Regions from separate parts of the Bombyx mori genome. Here region 2 is linked to region 1. The links are chromatin contacts, called in public Hi-C maps. All regions are on one chromosome and are shown on one strand. Each heading gives the region's core, a stretch centred on a gene start, on an enhancer-like site or on the middle of the called end of the contact. The rest is flanking DNA. Distances are from core to core; before and after follow the strand shown. Region 1 overlaps LOC105842591 (zinc finger SWIM domain-containing protein 4). Region 2 holds the start of LOC105842591 (zinc finger SWIM domain-containing protein 4).

Region 1 (3,371 bases), core at 236-2,735:
AATATCAACAAAATAAAACATGATATTAATGCTTAGTTCCTTTTGCTATTTAGGGGTGGGTTTTTTAAACTATTGTACATAATATATATTATTTCGATTGAACAATAATTTTCATTCGTCAACTATAAGCATAATAGTGAAAGTCACTTTCGGTAGGCAGCGGCTTGGCTCTGCCCTTGGCATTGCTGAAGTCCATGGGCGACGGTAACCACTCACCATGAGGTGGGCCGTATGCTCGTCTGCCTATAAAGGCAATAAAAAAAAAAGTCAAAATGATGATTGTTTAAAGATTTAACGCATTATTGCTTTATGAAAGTCGCCCATGGACATCGACAATGTCAGGGACATAGCGAAGACGCTGCCTACGGTTTTCGTTATTGTACTATTGTTGTAATATGCGTCTGAGATTTAAAATTAATTTCTAGGACTTACCTGTCTCGCTCTTCTCTTTCACGGAGTCTCTCTCTGTCCCTCTCTTCTCTATCTCGATGTCGTTCTCTATCTCTATCTCTGTGATCTCTGTCACGATCCCTCTCATTTCTTTCTCTTTCTCTTGCGTACTGAAACACGTTTCTCGGAATTATTTTTAAGATTATAATAATTAATATTGAACCACACGTTCGTGAAGTTTGTGAAACTATTCTTTTATTTACTTAACTCAACTGTCCAAAATGTGAAATTAATAAAAAAAGTATAAGTAAATTTGGACATTAATAGTATATGAAACTGGATGCTCATCTCTATCCTAGTATCGGCTGTACGCTCCTGTGAGTATATATTTATGACACTATTATATTATGTATCTGATTATTATGTATTGGATCGTCTCGAATCGCAATCGCACCAACACGCTTTCCAGTTAATGGAAAACAATGCACATTTATTTGTCTATCAATATTATGTACGCGTTGACGGAAGCAGCGACCACTTTACATCAGGTGGGCCGTGAGCTTGTTCTACGGAATAACTTTTTAGTTAAAACTAGCTGTACCCGTCCGCTTCGCTGGGCATTTAAAATTAACATTATTATTTCTCACCCCGACAAAGATTCTCATAATTAACACCCCCGCAACTGGTGTAGGGAGTCCAACACTCATACAAATATTAGCCTATCCATTAAGTACATGTATTTTCTACATGGATACCAAGTTTCAAGTCAATCATATGCTTGGTTCAGTAGTTATAACGGAACATCCGTAAAAACCACTGTAGATTTATATATTAGTATAGATAACAATTAAATAATCTACAGTTTCAATTGCATTAAATGATTACATTATAAATAACTTCAGGTTTACTTACTAAAGGAAAAGACCTATAGTCTGGATCCTCGGTGGGACATACTTCAACTGCCGACCACTTCTCCAGCAGATGCCTCCACTGCAGCCGATGGTGCTTATTACTTCCAGGATCTAAGACTATGCTGACCCACAGAGCTCCTAACTGCTCCCACAGCTGCCTGCATTTCTCTGTCATGGGCGTGTTCTGATTCCTCCATAGCAGGAGCCGGGGGTCAGATAGGAACTGCTCCGTCATGAGCATGAGCATCCTGGGACCGTTCGAGTCTTGCGCGCGGAGCATCTCCCGAACCTGTCGAGTTCACGTTGACGTTGAGGGTTAGCTGTTTTGAATTATATATTTTTATTTATTACTTAGATGGGTGGACGAGCTCACAGCCCACCTAGTGTTAAATGGTTACTGGAGCCCATAGACATCTACAACGTAAATGCACCACCCACCTTGAGATATAAGTTTTAAGGTCTCACGTGTAGTTACAACGGCTGCCCCGCCCTTCAAACCGAAACGCATTACTGCTTCACGGCAGAAATAGGCAGGGCGGTGGTACCTACTCGTGCGGACTCAGAAAAGGTCCTACCACCAGTAATATTCTTTTGAATTACAAGATATATTGAAAGATTTAATTGGAATCATGCACTTACCTTTGAAAATAAAGAGTTCAATTGTTTGTTTGCATTATAATAAGTTCCCTGTAACAAATACGCGCGTACTTGTTCGCAGACCTGTAACGATACAAATTTCTAAGAAAGCTAAAGGGTAACAACTACAGAGGTAATGACATCTGGTTTTATCTGATGAGAACGCGGGACGCAGGTCATCAAACACGAGCTCATAGGGCATTATTGATGGTTCGGATTGTTGTCAGCCTAGACGGTCTCCTGAGAGATCCTGCCTTTTTTTGCCTCGAAACTGTCATATGTTCGAGTTCAAGGAGAAGTACAGTCGTTGTCTACAGTATTTATAAAAACTGTGACGAAAACTTGACCAAACTCCGCCTGAGAGCACTTTATTGCACGTGACGTCATACGTGGCCAAAAACCAGCAGACATTTATATTATATAATATTATGTATAACGATTGGTCACACATGATATATTAAGCGTGTTGGGTCATGCTCACTGTTAATAAGGTATTAGAATTTAGAATTATCATACTCAGGAATATAAAATCTTAATTATATTTCAACAAAAAAACCTTATTATTATTTGGTCTCCGGTTACCCATGGAGACTTCCACGTCCCGTCGTGAGTGGAGGCATTCACGATGTTACAGTTGATAGTAGCCAGTAGCATGAATTTAATATTGTGCGCAGTGAAGAGATTTCTTTGGAGCTCACCTGCTGCTCATCCAAATGCCAGGCATGGTGCGCGTCGGGCGGCGGTCCGGCCGTCGGGTCCGGCGCGCCACATATCCTGTTGATGGCAGACCTCGCCTGCAGAACTTCGTCGGCTAACCTCTGCGCCGTCGGCAACACTTCGGTGTGGTGCTCCGATATTAAATACTGGACGAACTTCTGAAGTTGCTGTCTGTCCATTTGCAGGAGTGTTTCTGGAATTTAGATTTCTATTTTGCCGCTGGTCGATATACGACTATCTACTCGGGGATTATGCTGCTATTAAAATACCCTGTAGACATCACACCAAGGATGCTACCAACTTTGGTGCAGTGGAAGTCGTTTCTTTTTTTTATTTTTTTATTGCCTTTGTAGGCAGACGAGCATACGGCCCACCTGATGGTGAGTGGTTACCGTCGCCCATGGACTTCAGCAATGCCAAGGGCAGAGCCAAGCCGCTGCCTACCGCTAACAAGCTTACTGCTACAAGGAAGGTGTTTAAGGTATGTTTTAACGTCTTTTGCCCAGTGGAAGTTAGCAGGAAGCCCGTAAATCTACGTGGTTTGTACCTTCCATCATGAACTAGTGCGACTCATGTGGTGATTAAAGTTTTACATATCATCATCATTTATTCGAGTGCTTAAACCTTTAAATAGTATTTTTTTAAGAGGGGGTACTTGTGTCCCGGAGGGCTTTTCAGTTTCACCAGGACAGATGGGCGAGCAGCCAAGAGGATGGG
Region 2 (3,659 bases), core at 560-3,059, 79 kb after region 1:
TTAATATAAATTACAGTTGATTATTTGATACGTAGCGAGAGGAAAACCTTTTGTATTCGACAAAATTCCAAGAACAAGCTTCAGTTTTTACTAAGCGTGGGCGGTTCTTTCTTGTTCGTCGATCGTATGAGTCAGGTGATATGGGTGTGGGAACTTAAATATCGGCGTTTTGACGCTAGTTTCGCGTCGACGATCAGCGCGATTATCTCGATCGCGCTATACACGGTTCATTTCGGATACTATCTCGTCGAAGCGGTTCCAAACGTAGCCCTAAAATTGGACGCAAGCCAGCGCCTAAAGTCGGACCGCGGACATGATTCAACTACAAACTAGTGTTTACTCATCACAATTTCATCTTGAGTTTACTTCTTTGTTTAGTTCTTTTGAGCACATTGAGTTTCTCGTTGAATCTCAGTGGATCGCGTTTCCGATCCGGTGGTAGATTCTACGAAGCAACACTCTTGCTAGGGTTAGTGTTAGCAATAACGTCAGGTTTGAGCCCCGCGAGCTCAAATGGTCTCTCAAGATCATCAGCTAAGGTAGGAAAAAAAAGGCGTTCTTTATACGCGAAGCCGCCGCGCCGTAGATAACCTTGCCAGGTCCATTGCGATCTATCTGACCGCGTTCACTCGAAAAAGCGGCCCGAAATGACCGGTAATCGCTGTTCCGATGCGAGATAAGACCTAAACGAATATGTAACGCCGGTCCTCCCACGACCGAGCACAATAAAAACCGGCTCCGGCCCTATTAAATAAAAAATAAAAAAAACTGGCAATAATTTTTTTTTTTTTTTTTTATTCGCGTCCGTTATTCACGGCGGCGACAGTAACAAATGACGTCTGCACGGATTGAAGCCGTCCTCGCGAGCTCGCACCGAAACATTCCGGTCTTATAAATTCCCTATGTAACGGGATATCGAGTTATGTAAATCTTAGCCGAATTTTATGTTGCATCTGCATAATTTTTATAGCGGGGCTCTTGATTAAATTTTTCGATTGATTCGAAACACGGACCACGTGATCTCCATCCGAAACTTATGAGAATGCACTACTTATGTTTTCACAGGGCGATTTTAATTCGTGTTTCCGTTGATTCAATTTGAAGAATCTTTTAATACGATCACGAATTCGTTGTTTGCGATCGAATTTCCTATGAAGCCGGCTGCCTCCGGGAACGTAATCGCTCCGATATGGTGTCGGGTGGAAATCGTGAATAATATGTTGCCGGGAATCGATTAAACTTTAGTTCTAGTACCGGAACGATGATACCGCAACCAGATAAGGGCCACGGCCGAGCGGCCCGGAACCTTTCGTCCGAGCCAATCATCAGTCCTGACGGGCCCTAATCTCTTGAAACTTTTACGAGGCAACGCATGAATAATTCCCGAGAGGAGTAGCTATCGATCGCACACGTCGAGGTTTTTATTTATACGGCGCGGGTGGGCGAGGCGCATATTAGTAAACAGGCGCAGGCGCGTCGCAGGCGGACACTCACCGACTTGCAGCACGTTCTCCACGCAGCCGGCTTCGAGCAGCTTCAGGCCGCGGCAGAAGGCGATGTTGCGATGGTCGTCGGGAGGCGCCCGTGCTAACGACGAGTACATGCAGATGTCTCGCTCGTCCCGCGGGAACGACCAGTACACGACACGACGTTGTACCGGTTCCGGGATGCGTTCGTAGCGCTCCTCGATCCGCTGAAAGGGAATGTTCGCGGCCACTATCTTGGCGGTGATGTCGAGTAGGGTCGGCGGGGCGCGCGGCCGGCAGCATGCGCGCGGCGACATGGCGCTCGCTTGGCCGCTCGGCGCGGACTGACTGCTCTAAGCCCCCCCTGCACCACACCTCCTCGTTTAACCGATGCCTGGGGAGGTGCGCCCCAAATTGACACACCGCGATAAATTATTCATTTGGCAGGCATAATGTGCGATATATTATTAAAAGTTGGCATTTTTATATTGTTCTGGGCGCTTAATATCGATGAGTGGGAATTTGAGTATCTTTCTACGCTGCTTGAAACAAGGTGAACTTGTCGATTGGACGTTTTTAAGGTTTTAACACTCTTCCGATTGAAATCATGTTTTCGTATCCAAATCTTTTTATATATCCATGAAAGCCAGATAAGTACATAGTTAATCCGGTCATAGGTGCTTTCGTTTTTGAATATCAGAGACACAGTTACGTGTGATTCCTACCGCGGGGAAAACTTAAAATTTCATATAAAAACATTCCGTGCTCCGTAAAGGTCACGACCCTCAGAATTTAGTAACACGCTGCAAGGAGGATGAAAAACAATCCAAAAAATACAGTCGAAGATAGCTCATTCCAAAACTTGGTGGTATGCAACGCTGGAAAGATTTGGTGCGAAACTCAGCAGGATGATTCTAGGGGAAAATGTAACAACACCGAGCTCTTCAATAAGTTCGAAGAGTATGGAAACATTGACTTTGACAAATAAGGGGCTTACAGTATCGGGTCGAAGTTGCATAACGTTACCCACCGCTACCCTACACGTGACCCCTGGGTGGTGCTAATAGTGCAACAACCTGGCGACTGAACTGTCCTCCTGAGGATCTCCCGGTTCCAACTACACTGCGTCAATTATAAAACCCTTATCACAAACTGTAAATTTCAATTATAACCACGCAGTGTAAACGAATGCCATACGATAAATAAATAAAAAGTATCGAGGCCTTGTGAAGAAGTATAATTTCAATAGCGATTTCAGAGGATGGATTCGATACCTAAATAGTCAAGAAAGCTTATATTCTTCACGTACCACGGTGCCTGATGATTAACCTAAGAAGCAGAATTGTTAAGATTTGTAGAGAGACTATGTAGGTGCGGGCTACATAAGCGCTGCCTATGCTTGCATGAGCTATAATCAAATGTACGCAAATTTGATTTTGTCGTATTTTTCCAAGCGAAGAGCTAACTCTACTTGAAAATCAAAGGCTTTTCCATGATAAAAGCAGCGATAATTCAATATTTCCACGATAATTACGGATTGACTATGTGAAGTTATGATGCCAAATTGAGCTTCCTGGCTCAAGACATCAACTGGCGTTCTGCGTCTCAAGCCAGAAGGAACTCGCGTTGAGCATCATCATTGAAATTCTGAGATTTTCGTCGAGCCGACTTTGATGAATCACTTCCGAAAGCACAGTCCAAGAGTAAGACGAATGCCGTCATTTAAATTGTATTGTGGAATGGCTGTCACCACCTAATTTAGAACGTAATACACATTCGTGGCAGAAATGGGCGGGATAGCGGTAGCTACCTGGTTGGCCGATGAGTTTTAATGTTTTAATTTCATACCCTATTCTTAAAATTGATCAAAAGATGCACGCGTGATTCCGGTTTCATTACATCGATTAAATCAACGCCGTTTCTCAACATTAACCAATAAATATACAACATATCATCATCATCATCATCATGAACATCCCACAGTCGTCCACTGCTGGACATAGGCCTCTCCCAATCTACACCACTGAGCCCGGTCTGCTGCTTTCCTCATCCACTTCTTGCCGGCCACCGTGCGGAGGTCATCGCACCATCTAGCCAGGGGGCGTCCCACGTTACGTCTCCCGCTGCGCGGTTTCCACTCGAGAACCCGTCTGCTCCAGCGATCGTCAGTCCTACGGCATATATGGCCAGCCC

What was found. Hi-C and Micro-C count contacts between places; a contact is called where the count stands out from the background.
Region 2: a Hi-C map of whole pupa shows a contact between it and region 1, with 3 times the contacts expected there. The contact joins the promoter of LOC105842591 here to the enhancer-like site in region 1. A contact is called at or near these places in 4 of 7 Hi-C or Micro-C datasets (midgut, posterior silk gland and whole pupa).

Annotation. Positions count from the first base shown.
Region 1 is chr19:3,420,711-3,424,081 of ASM3026992v2, forward strand. It overlaps LOC105842591 (zinc finger SWIM domain-containing protein 4), which reads right to left. Exons shown (of 21, transcript XM_038017517.2): 4 at 2,636-2,847; 5 at 1,941-2,021; 6 at 1,303-1,590; 7 at 433-560. Among protein-coding and RNA genes, the nearest start is that of LOC101741888, 31 kb to the left of the region's middle. Within about 2 kb of position 1,486, at least 3 of the 8 cell types and tissues checked have open chromatin away from gene starts, as enhancers often do.
Region 2 is chr19:3,499,255-3,502,913 of ASM3026992v2, forward strand. LOC105842591 (zinc finger SWIM domain-containing protein 4) reads right to left here and starts at 1,810. Exons shown (of 21, transcript XM_038017517.2): 1 at 1,495-1,810. The coding sequence starts at 1,783.